3 separate regions of the Sus scrofa genome follow, and all the other regions are linked to region 1. Evidence: chromatin contacts called from public Hi-C and HiChIP or PLAC-seq data. All regions are on one chromosome and are shown on one strand. Each heading gives the region's core, a stretch centred on a gene start, on an enhancer-like site or on the middle of the called end of the contact. The rest is flanking DNA. Distances are from core to core; before and after follow the strand shown. Region 1 overlaps PRTG (protogenin). Region 2 holds the start of RSL24D1 (probable ribosome biogenesis protein RLP24). Region 3 overlaps NEDD4 (E3 ubiquitin-protein ligase NEDD4).

The links. A called contact is a pair of places that touch in the nucleus more often than the background predicts. HiChIP or PLAC-seq counts read pairs in DNA pulled down with a chosen protein or histone mark.
Region 2: a contact with region 1 is called in a Hi-C map of skeletal muscle, with 3 times the contacts expected there. The contact joins the promoter of RSL24D1 here to the enhancer-like site in region 1. A contact is called at or near these places in 13 of 47 Hi-C or Micro-C datasets (embryonic fibroblasts, epiblast stem cells, fetal liver and 7 more) and 1 of 2 datasets of contacts at active chromatin or transcription factors (skeletal muscle).
Region 3: a contact with region 1 is called in an H3K27ac HiChIP or PLAC-seq map of skeletal muscle. The contact joins two enhancer-like sites. A contact is called at or near these places in 3 of 47 Hi-C or Micro-C datasets (embryonic fibroblasts and skeletal muscle) and 1 of 2 datasets of contacts at active chromatin or transcription factors (skeletal muscle).

The regions. Positions count from the first base shown.
Region 1 is chr1:116,257,516-116,261,493 of Sscrofa11.1, forward strand. It overlaps PRTG (protogenin), which reads left to right. Exons shown (of 19, transcript XM_021094927.1): 15 at 3,740-3,922. Among named protein-coding and RNA genes, the nearest start is that of PYGO1, 34 kb to the right of the region's middle. Within about 2 kb of position 2,021, at least 11 of the 83 cell types and tissues checked have an H3K27ac peak or open chromatin away from gene starts, as enhancers often do. A contact at or near this core is called in embryonic fibroblasts, fetal liver, fetal skeletal muscle and 1 more, where this site is marked.
Region 2 is chr1:116,610,417-116,614,394 of Sscrofa11.1, forward strand. It overlaps RSL24D1 (probable ribosome biogenesis protein RLP24), which reads left to right and starts at 1,919. Exons shown (of 6, transcript XM_003480359.4): 1 at 1,919-2,054. The coding sequence starts at 1,974.
Region 3 is chr1:115,991,448-115,995,425 of Sscrofa11.1, forward strand. All of the region lies in intron 5 of NEDD4 (E3 ubiquitin-protein ligase NEDD4), which reads left to right. Among named protein-coding and RNA genes, the nearest start is that of NEDD4, 51 kb to the left of the region's middle. Within about 2 kb of position 2,189, at least 1 of the 83 cell types and tissues checked has an H3K27ac peak or open chromatin away from gene starts, as enhancers often do. A contact at or near this core is called in skeletal muscle, where this site is marked.

The sequences.
Region 1 (3,978 bases), core at 771-3,270:
ATTACTCTGGTAGCCTCCTAAAAGGCTTACCTGAAAAGTTGACCACAAGAAGGTTAGAGTAGAGCTTAGGAGATGGTTTGATACACAAGGTCCATGTGAGAGTTAATGGGAGATAAGAGTTAATGGGACAGATAAGATAATTAGAAGCTCTTAGAACGTAATTTGAAAGAATAGCCTACTTGATTTGCCACAGATTGATATGGGATGTGAGAAAAGAAAAGTAAAATTGGTGGGGAAAAGAAAAATTTGGTTTTGAACATGTTTAATTTGAGATGTCCAGGTAGAGAGGTTGAGGAAGCACTGGGAGGGTTTATTTTATGGAGTAGTGTGGACTAGTGGAATAACAGAAGTCATCAGTGTGGATGGAGATGATATTTAAAACTGAAACTAGAAAAAAAATCACTTAGCATGGACAGAAAAGAGAAAGGAGTAAGACTACACTCACGGGCATTTAATCCAGGGCTCTTGGCCTTCTTAATCCATAGAAATTGATAAGCACCAGACAGGAAAATTCAGGCAAGGCTCTAATTGGGGCCCTTGCTGCAGCAGGGGAGTGAAAACAAACAACAGATTGCCTTGCTAGCTTGTGCCCTGAGGTCACAGTGGGGGCTGGTCCTTATATGGAGCAACTGTAGGAATGGGTCCAGGGGTTGGGCAAGAGGGGTGGCTTAGGTGGTCTTTCCACCCCTTTGGTGGTGGTGTGTGCAGGACATAGACTCTACTTTTGCTTCTGTCACCCTGGTTTTGCTCTGCACTCTTCAGAAGTGGCAATTGACTTTTTAGGTTTTTTGTATCCTCTTGCCCATAATTTGCTCCAACTGCCCCATATAATTTTTAGTCCCTTAGAGTTTCGTTTGTATGTTGTTGCTCAAAGAGATGTTTGTACAGGTGCAAGCATTGCAGCCACTGCAACAAATAGTCCCAGGTTCCCTCCTGTTGCACAACCTTGAATCTCACCCTTTGCTTTTATATTTTAACTGAACATTCCTTTTGTAACACACATCTCATATTTTAATATAAATTCAGTTGATATTTACTGAGAATTATTTGTATAAAGTATTATGCTAGCCACCTTCAGCAGTTAAAATGTGAAAAATTGTTCTGTTTTCCAGAAAGGGAAGAAGGGGAGATCAGGAGTAAGGAAGAAGACTTACTTTCATTGAGCATATATATGTGTGTGTCAGACACTTGCCCATGATAGTTTATTTAATCCTTGTAATAATTATATTGTTACTGACCAGGGTTCTTGGACTCTTTAATCAATAGAAATTGATAAGAGGCCAGCCAAATTCAGGCAAGGCTTTATTAAGACTCAGCACAAGGGAGTGAAAACAAGTAACAGGCTCCCTTGCTCACTCCCTAAGAGGGGCAAGCTGCTCTCTTAAATAGGGTCAGGGTAGGGATGGGTCCTGGCATGGGGCTGAAGGGCTGGCTTAGGCGATCCGCCTTCCCTCAGGGGTGCTGTGTGCAGGGCGCATGCATAGTGCCTTGCTTTTCCTCCCAAGCCTCCAAAGTGGCAGTTGAGTTTTTGGGTTTTTTTTTTTTTTTTTTTTTTTATCTTTTAGTTCATAATTTGCCCCAGACTGTGCATGCACACAGTTATTTTTAGTCCCTTATAGTTTTCTTTTTTGTGTGTGTGTGTGTGTGTTTTGTTGCTCAAGGAGGTGAGACTTCTGTCAAGGTACAAGCACTGCAGCAGAGTGTCCCAGGTCCCAGCCTGTTTCAATAAGAGTTGGGAATTATTGCTCTCATAAGGAAAGTAAAGTTCTGTGACATGCCCCAAGTTGCAAATTACTTAGTTGGTAACATGCCAGGATTTGATCAGCATTGATCCAAGGCTGAGCTTATTACACTGTCTGGTCTGTGAAACTTCTAGTCTGCTAAAGATTCAGACACATGTAAAAGGCTAGAGACCAAAATAATCATACCAGCAGGAATTGAGACAGTTTGCTGGAAGAATATGGGGACAGTCAGATGGCTTTAATATTTGGAAGCTCCTTTAACTGTGCTCAGAGAAGAACCGGAATGTTACAGTTTCCTTTTTTGTCTGAAGGAAGACTGGGAGACAAGGGAGCAGGCATACCCACATACTCATCAGCTTGTAATATTTAAATTAAGTGCAAGAATTTTAATTTCAGGTAGTGATTGATTTTGCCAAGTGCTTTCTAAAATGAAATGTACTCTGTGATAAAATGGAAACTCTGTTTATTTATATGTCTATTTGTGAAGAAATTGAAATATCCTTCCTTCTAGCTAATTGTAACATGTTGCAATACATTGTTGCTTTTGTAACAGTGGAAAGACTCTTTCTGATTCTAAATAGGGGTCAGTTGTTTATTTAACAGTTGTGTACTCAAGTAGCTCACACCCTCTCCAGGCCAAGTTGAAACCAGAGCTCAAGAAAACAAACTGGGTTCAGCTGCTTGTGCTGCCACTGGGTTGGGCTACCTCCCACCATGTGACCTGCAGAGGTGGCCTCTGAATCATGACCTCAGCTCTAAGATCAAACTTGCATGATGAAATACACTGTAGCAAGTGCACTAGAGTAGCCAGCTCTGACCTGGAGGTGACTGCTGAAATCTCTTGTAAGCTTCTGAAGCTATTCTAAGGCTGCCCTGCCTCTGGAAAAAATGAGAAGCAGCACCTTAGGGAAACTAAGTTTTCCTGTGAAAATCCATCCACAAACGCAGCGCAGGAACTATTTCCTGACAGAATTTCTATTACACCTTCTTTCTTAATATTAGGACTAATTCCTAGGGTGGGAATCCCTTTTGTAGGAAAAATACTTTTGTGCTGTGGTAGAACAAGAGTGGAAAGACACCTCCACCCCACCCCCGACAAGAAATAGCAGTGCCCAAGTAAAACTCCTTCATAGCAGTAATGCCATCAGAGAAGGGACCTTTCAGTACAAAATATATGTAAGTGTAAGTGATTATTTTTGGAGAGAAGTAGATGCTAGTCGGGCTGCTGTGATAATTTTGATGCTAATCTGAGGTCTAGAGCTTCAGCACTTAGGTTTCTACGTACTTTTAGTATTTTCTTGCCTATTAACATTCAAGAAATCTTAAATAATGATTAGGAGAATAAAAAATATATTAATACTTGCAAAAATAATTGTGCTGTTTCTAATTTAAGAAATAAGAACAAAATCATCTATCAGAACAATTACCATAAATGGTTTAAACATTTCTGAGAGGAAAAAAAAGACTCTACATTAGATTTTTAAAGTCTAATTGTAATTGTTGAATCTGAAATCATTGTGTTATTTTCTCTGTACTTATATTTGAAATATCCCATAAGAAAGTGTTTTTAATGCTTTGTTTCCATACCTACATAAACAGTAAAACATTGTATATATATGCTTATATCTTTGATAAAAAAATATGTATATGCTTACTTATAAAAATAAAAAAAAATACATGCTTCTTTTATAAGATCATTATAAAATTGCAGAGAAGGTTTATGTAGGGCAGGGTGCATGGCACAATGTTAAATGAAAACCCTAGGATATAAAAATGCATGTAGTAAATATGTATTCACACATGTACGGTACACGCACACACACGCGCTTGAAATACACCAAAATGTTAACATTAGGAGGTTGTCAGTTTTATTTATATTAATCTTTTTTTACAGATGTTCTACTTTTATAATCACAAAGATATTTTATCCGTGATTGTGTGATTGTTAGAATGACCAAAAGATGAAGTTTATTTAATTTTAATTGATATATTTATAGGGGCGATAACCATGGCTTTACTAGAAAACCTGGTGGCAGGAAATATATACATTGTGAAGATATCTGCATCCAATGAGGTGGGAGAAGGACCCTTTTCAAATTCTGTGGAGCTGGCAGTACTTCCAAAGGAAAGCCCTGAATCAAATCAGAGGCCCAAGCGTTTAGATTCTGCTGATGCCAAAGGTCTGTATCCTGCCACAACCATTGTTTTCCTTAGGGAAAGAAAGAACACATATTTT
Region 2 (3,978 bases), core at 669-3,168, 350 kb after region 1:
ATCCGGAGGTAGACCTGTAGATAAGTGATATTTTGAATTAGTTGGGGAAGTGATGTCTTAGTCAAACCATGGTATTGGAAAAAAATCCCCCATTGGAATCCTATGTTATTATTTATACGTAAGCAGATTTCAGGTTAGCTGAGAATTCAAATGTGGAAAATGATACTATAAAAATAATAGAGAAGAATCTTTGGAAAGCAGTTTTCAAGAGGAAAATGCAGTTTCAAGCAAAATACCAAATGCAAAACCATAGAAGAAAAGATTAGTTAAGTTCGGACACATATAAATAAAACATTTATGCATGGAAAAACACAGTAAGCAATATAGTATTGATAAATTGGAAAAATAATGTATAAATGTCGGCAATGCTCTAAATTTACTATGAAAAACGCTGTTAAAAATCAACAACACAGGAGTTTCCGCTGTGGAAAGTCAGTGGGTTAAGAACCTGACTTCAGTGGCTCTGGTGGCTGTGGAGGCATGGGTTTCACCCCAGCCCAGTGCAGTGGGTTAAAGGATTCAGCATTGCTGCAGTTTCAGTTTGGATTCAATCCTTGGTCTGGGAAATTCCATATGCAGAGGGTGCAGTCATTAAAGAAGTCAGCAACATAGTAGAAAACTGTAAAGGACACAAACAGGCAATTTGTGGAGGAAAAATTTTCACACATTTGTGAAGACTCCTAGGCCCATTCATAAATAAATGCAAGTTAGTAATGAAAAAATATTTAACATCAGATTGGCGAAGATCACCTTTGACAAAAACTTGATTAATTATCGTTCTTATTCATTGTTGTTAAGTGTTAATTGGTATAATGTTTTGGAAGGCATTTAATCTTATTTACCAAATTTTAAAAGTGCACAGAGGCCCAGCAGCTGTATACAGATAAACTCTTGAAAATAAGGATGCTTATTAGGTCAAAAAATAGGAAACAAATATCCTTCCATAGGTAACCATTTAAAATTACACTCTCCTGCAGTTGCATATATGTAACTATGGAAAACAATGTTTAGTATTCATTGATAACAAAACGTGTACTGAATGCTTAATTATATGCCAGGAACTGTTAATAGGATTGGGAAGAATAGTGATAAACAAAAGGACAAAAGTCCCTGGGGTCATCGAGCTCACACTCCATTGAAGGGAGGCAGATTACAGCAAGATGAAGAAGACAGTGAACATGATGCTCATTAAAGTTATAAAGAAGAGGGAGTGGAGATACGCACACACAAAAGAACATGTTTGTCTATGCACATAAAACCTCTGCTAGGTGATAAAAGGAAGTGATTGCTACTGGAAAAGACTAGAGGTCTGGGGAGAGAACCTTCGTTTCCTGTGGAATTTTTTTTTTTTTTAATATCTGTATCTATCTCTCTCTATATCTATATATATATTAAAAGGCGGTGGGGAGTTAGGGTGGTGAACACAGCTATGAGTCTTTAAAACATTGCTGGTGAGGTCCTTTGAGCCTGGTCAATTGCTTCGGTTGCAGCGGCGGCTGCAAGTGCCCGCCGCGGACACTAGGCAAGTCCGCTTGGGACCGGAATAAGGGTCGGGGCTCGCGCCGGCCGTGGACAAAGGGATTTCTAGACAAGTGTGGAGAGCCGTCTGGCGAAAGCACGAACCGGAGACAAAATTACATGAGTAAAAGGTGACATTATACGACCCGGTAAGTCCAAAAACTAAACACTAAACGAGCCAGTTCAGACGTCTGCACAGAACTACGCCACACCTTCCCAGAGAGGTCAGCCGCTCAGACTCTGTCTCCTGCGCCTGCGCCAAAAGGCAGCGCTTTTGCGGGCGCAGCCGCGAGGAGGCGCAGTCACATTCGGATCACTTTCCGGGGGCCGGCAAGAGCGAAGGACCATTGCCACTTCCGGGTGGAGACCTGAAAAGGGAGTCACTTCCTGTGACGGGGCTACGTCACTTCCTTCAACCTCGGCGTTTGCCGGGCGGGTTCCCACGCGCGTTCAGCATGAGGATTGAGAAGTGTTATTTCTGTTCGGGGCCTATCTACCCAGGCCATGGCATGATGTTCGTCCGTAACGATTGCAAGGTGAGGCGGCCAGGAGCCTCGCGCGCCGCACTGCGCTCCCGCGGGCCTCTCGGCTTGGGGTTTCTCTGCGCTTGCGGGCTTTGGCCCGGGGTTTCCGCGCGTGAGGGTGGTTTCGCTAGGGGCTCAGACCTTGATCTCCCACTTGGGGAGTTTCTTGTCTGCGTCCCGACCACAGCTGGTTACTAGGCCGTCCTTGAATGAAGCGGGCCGCGATGAGGCTCAGGAGCGATCCCAGCAAGCCCCGACTGGGAAGCCGGCGGTCTTTTTGCCCACTCTTGTACAGGGGCCAAGGTCTTAACTTTGTTGAAAGCATGCCCTGTCAAGCGTCATTGTCGAGGCCCCTTTATATATAAATAAATAAGACCCGGGTCGGCCATAGGGTCTTATGATAGAAATGTTGCATATGGCTTAATAGTAATGTGTTATGAAGCTACTGGAGGTGAGTTGGGGAGTAGTTGGTATGTGAAAAGGTATAGAAAGGAGGTAACATTTATCCTGAATCTTGAATTTTGCTTAAGAACGTGAAAAGAAGGCATTCTAGGTGGGAGGAAAACGGACCGTTTGACCAAGGGTACAGAGTGCAGCAGTTACGTCTCTGTTTAAGCCGGTGACGGATTGCAGGTGGTGATAGAGGCTAGGGATAGGGCTTTAAATACAAATATAAATCTATAAAAAAGGTACCTGTGTAAACATAAAATATAAACATATAGACGTTTCTTGACTTTCGATGGGGTTGCTTCTCAGTACCCATTTTAGGTTGCAAACGTGAAAACCTAACCTACTGAATATCATGTTTAACCTGGCCTTCCTTAAACGTGCTCAGAACACGTACGTTAGCCTACAGTAGGGCAAAATCATCTAACACAAAACCTGTTTTATAATAAAGTGTTGAATATCTCATGTAACTTATTAAATACTGTACTGAAATTGAAAAACAGAATGATTGTGTGTATTCACCCTCGTAGTCTTGTGGCTGACTGGGAGCTTTGACTAGCTGTTGGGCATCTGGAGAGAGTTGTACTGGGTTTTGCTAGTGGGGAAAGATCAAAATTTGAAGTCTGGTTTCCACTGAATGTGTATGGCGTTTGTACCATGGGAAAGATGAACCCTTGTTAAGTTGAGGCCTGTTTGTATGAGGCTACATTGTGAAAGACTTCGGGAGTGATACCTGACTGCCTTTTCTTAACAGAATGAGTCTCATTCCTCTGTTTCTTAAATTTGATTCTGAATCACTGGAGAGTTGTAGAATGTTGATTTCTACCATAACTATTGAATTGGAATCTTTGTGGGGAGGGGAAGAGGATCTAGGAATCTGTATTTAATGAGAAGATTTTGACATGCTAAAGAATTACACTTCCTGCTTCATCACCTTGTATCTATTCTTTTCTTTTCTTTTTTGTCTTTTTTAGGGCTGCACCCATGTACCTATGCATATGGAAGTTCCTAGGCTACTAGGGTTTAATTGGCGCTACAGCTGCTGGCCTACGCCACAGCAATAGCAGTGTGGGATCGCAGTGTGGGATCCGAGCCCGTCTGCCACGTACACCATAGCTAATGGCAGTGCAGGCTCCTTAACCCACTGAGTGAGGCCAGGGATCAAACCTGAATCTTCATGGATACTAGTGCCGTTCATTACCACTGAGCCATGAATGACAGGAACTACACCTTGTATCTATTCTTTTTTTTTTTTTTTTTTTTTTTTTTTTTTAAGGGCCGCACCTACAGCTCATGTAGGTTCCCAGGCTAGGGGTCAAATCGGAGCTGTAGCTGCCTGCCTACACCACAGCCACAGCAATGCCAGCCTCATCTGCAACCGACACCACAGCTCATAGCAATGCCGGATCCCCAACCCACTGAGCAAGGCCAGGGATTGAACCCACAACCTCATGGTTCCTAGTCGGATTTGTTTCTGCTGCACCATTAC
Region 3 (3,978 bases), core at 939-3,438, 270 kb before region 1:
ACAACTAAATGAATTGTTTCAGTGCACCAGTAGGGGCCAGCAAAGAGCTCCTAGAGTTTTTCGCAACAGAATTGGCATTGAGATATGTTTATTTGATGTGTTAAATCCTTTTTAGACTTCTTTACTTACCACAACACTCTCTTAAGTGAATGAATTGCAGAGACAGTGGAATAAAATATCTTGTGTGCTCAAACTATATTGGGGTATAGTTTTTCTGTCTAATCTGCATATATTTTTAATGGAATGTTTTCTTAGCCTATTTCTTGGCAGAGTTTTAATAGTCCAAATATAAATGGCATCATTTAAAGACTGTACTGCTTGGCTGAAAAGGCCTTAAAATTACAGGAGAAAATGCTTGGTGACAGCTTCTCTCAAAATTTTTTTTTTCTCAGATGTATGCTCAATTTTTGCAATAGATTACTAGGCTAATTTTGTATTTCGATCCTTAAGCTTTCACTTTTTATAAGTACATCGTGTTTTAGAAGCTAAAATATGTATCTATTTGATTTAATGCTAAATTTTTAATTCACCTCAGTTTTGATATTTCCCAGTTTATACAACTGTTTGAACTTACTCATTTAAAAAAAATTAACAGTCTATATTCCTTTCTACATTTACTAAGTTGACTAGATTCCAGTATGACCACTATTTGGAAATTCAATCCTTGATTTGATACTCAATTACATGGGGTTTCATTCCTACCAACTTCCTGTAATTCTATCCCTATGGGTAAAAATATTAGTGGTCAAACTGCTGGAGAAAGTATAGGCACCGTGATTCACATAGTTAAATGTTCATTTAGTAGAGCTGGAGTGAAAAATACTGTTTCAACTTGAAATGCTAGAAGATTGTTGTTCTTGTGTTACTCATTCATGCAAATTGGAGAAGGTATAATTGAAACAAGGTTGGCAGTGTTTGAGGCAGTGTGCTGCAGCTGAGCTCAGCTTAAAGGTCGCTGGAAATCAAGTGCTTTGTAAGTGAAGGCATTTTGACTACAAGCGATTCAAGACATTTTGGAAACGTCAGTCGTCAGTCTCGGGAATGGGCCGTCTTTTTCTTTCTACGATATCTGGTCTCTAAGGTTTTACTCAGGATAAAGACCACTACTTACGAGCTCTTTTAGGCACCACAAATGATTTTTTCTTTCGATGCAGTGCAGCTGCTTCTAGCCTGTCTACCGACAGAGATCTTTGTTATGACTTTCAGCCCTTAACATGTTTGGAAATGAGAACAAATGGCACAAAGCTTACGATTGCACTTTGCAGCCAGAAGAAGCAATACTTACCCTTTGTCAGAAACCTCTGGAGATGATTTGGATAGCAGTATTCACATGTGCTTCACAAGACCAACACGGATTTCAACCTCTAACGTGGTTCAAATGAAGCTGACTCCCAGACAAACTGCACTAGCTCCGTTAATAAAGGAAAACGTTAAGTCTCAGGAAAGATCATCTGTTCCTTCACCTGAAAATGTTAATAAAAAGAGCAGCTGTCTGCAGATTTCACTCCAGCCAACAAGGTACAGTGGATGTCTTCAGTCTAGCCATGTCTTAGCTGGCAGTGATGATGCTTCATTTACTTGTGTCTTGAAGGATGGCAGTGCTGTGGTTGATAACGACCTGAGTGCTGTGGATGATGGTACCTTTTTAAGCAGTTCTGTCATTTGCAGTGGTAGCCTTAGTAACTTTTCAGCCAGTGAGAATGGGTCTTATAGCAGCAACAGTAGCGATTATGGGTCATGCACCAGTATCACCAGTGGAGGTTCCTACACCAACAGTATCACCAGCGACAGCAGTGGTTGTGGTTTTCCGCCAACTGATGATACCTTTTTTGGTGGAAATTTGTCTTCTGACAGCACCTCCAATAGAAGTGTGCCAAACAGGAATACTGCTCCATGTGAAATTTTGTCAAGAAGTACAAGTACAGTTCCCTTTGTCCAGGATGACTTGGATCATGGACTAGAGATCATGAAATTGCCAATGATCAGGAACTCAAAAATTCCTCTAAAACGTTGTTCATCCTTAGTCATTTTTCCTAGGAGTCCTTCAAATACTCCACCAACTTCTCCTACAAGTACAGGTACTTTTCTGAGCAAAGGATCCTATCAGACCTCACACCAGTTTGTTATTTCTCCTAGTGAAGTTGCCCACAATGAAGATGGCACTAATGCTAAGGGATTTCTTTCAACAGCTGTCAACGGACTTCGGTTGTCTAAAACAACCTCTACTCCTGGAGAAGTAAGAGACATACGACCCCTTCACAGGAAGGGCTCATTACAAAAGAAAACTGTTATTGCAAATAATAGTCCAAATCAGACCGCCTGTGAAAAGTCATCTGAAGGATATTCTTGTGTTTCAGTGCATTTCACCCAACAGAAAGCAACTACATTAAATTGTGAAACAGCAAATGGTGACTGTAAACCAGGGATGTCAGAAATTAAGCTTAACTCTGATTCAGAGTATATTAAGCGTATGCATAGGACATCTGCATATTTACCATCCTCCCAAAATATAGATTGTCAAATCAATATCAGCAGACAGTTGGAAAGACCAAACTTACAGATAAACAAAAACCATGCTATTTTACGAAGAAGTATTTCATTGGGAGGAACTTATCCAAATATTTCCTGTTTATCCAGCCTTAAGCACAATTGTTCTAAGGGGGGACCATCTCAATTGCTCATAAAGTTTGCATCTGGAAATGAAGGTAAAGTTGATAATTTAACAAGAGACAGCAACAGAGATTTCACAAATGATCCATCTAATTCTTTAAAGCATTCTTGTAAGGTAAGTTTCCTTTGGTCTTGATAAATACTAATTTATACTGTAATAACTTTATGAAATATTTGGTTAAGTTTATTATAACTTGGCACTTTTATGTATTTTTTAGTCCTTAGCTAGCAAGTACTTTGTAGTCATGAACTTTACATTTGTGAATCTGAAAAAATGCCCAGTAGTTTTTCTCTCTAGCTGTTATTTTATCAGTGTAGAAAATATTCATTTAAAAAGAACTTTCCAAAGTGATATGAGCCATAAAACATTTCTGTAGCATAAAAACAAGCTTTAAATAATAAATTATTTCATAACATTTTACCTCAGTATGTTTTTCCCTCAAGTGGCATAATATTTAAATGTCTAACTCAGGATTTTATTCCTACTTTTACAAATGCTCATTTAGTATTCTTCCTCTCCTTAAGCATTGTGGAAAAAAAATATAGAAAGCTGCTTAAAATGTCAAAAAATAAAAAGCTTACATAAAATGTGAAAATCTTCTTAGAAATGAGTGCAGAGAAAATGTTTCTTTAAAATACATATATTTATTAGATCATCAATAAAAACTGTTGTTCTGAATGTTTAAAACAGAGGAAAAATAAATGGCATTTGTGTTTGTATATACCCTTAGCCACAGGAATTTTGTTTCCACCCTATTTTTCTTTAGCTACCAGTTAAGAGTGCCTTCTAAAATGTAACTCATTCTTTAACATATTAAATTCTAAATTTTATATTTTTGAATTTGGTTTCAATTGCTAAGCATTTTCCTTAATTTTCTAGTTACCCTATAAATTTGTTATTTTGGTAATTTTGCATTATTATATCAGTAATTTAACTCAAGTGAATCTTAACCAAAACTGTTCTTTATGTAGTTTGGCCTTTCCAAAGTATTTTAAGTGTTTTGAACTTAAAAAGATTTTTTAAATTTCTGTATTTGGAAGATCTTGCCAGATTTCAGGAAATTTAAAAAATGTTTCTGACTAAACCAATTCTAGATGACAGTTCATAATAGTTTTTTTGGGGAAAAAATTTGTCTGCCTAATCTGTGTTTATAGAACACTTGATATCCATGTTAAAGATTTTTTTTAAACTTCTGGATAAATAAAATATTAAGTAATTGCTGGTTTGTTTCCTCTCTTTTGAAATCTGATAAATCTAATCATTGTTACTCAATGTCCAGATGTTAATAACTACTTTATTGGGGATGA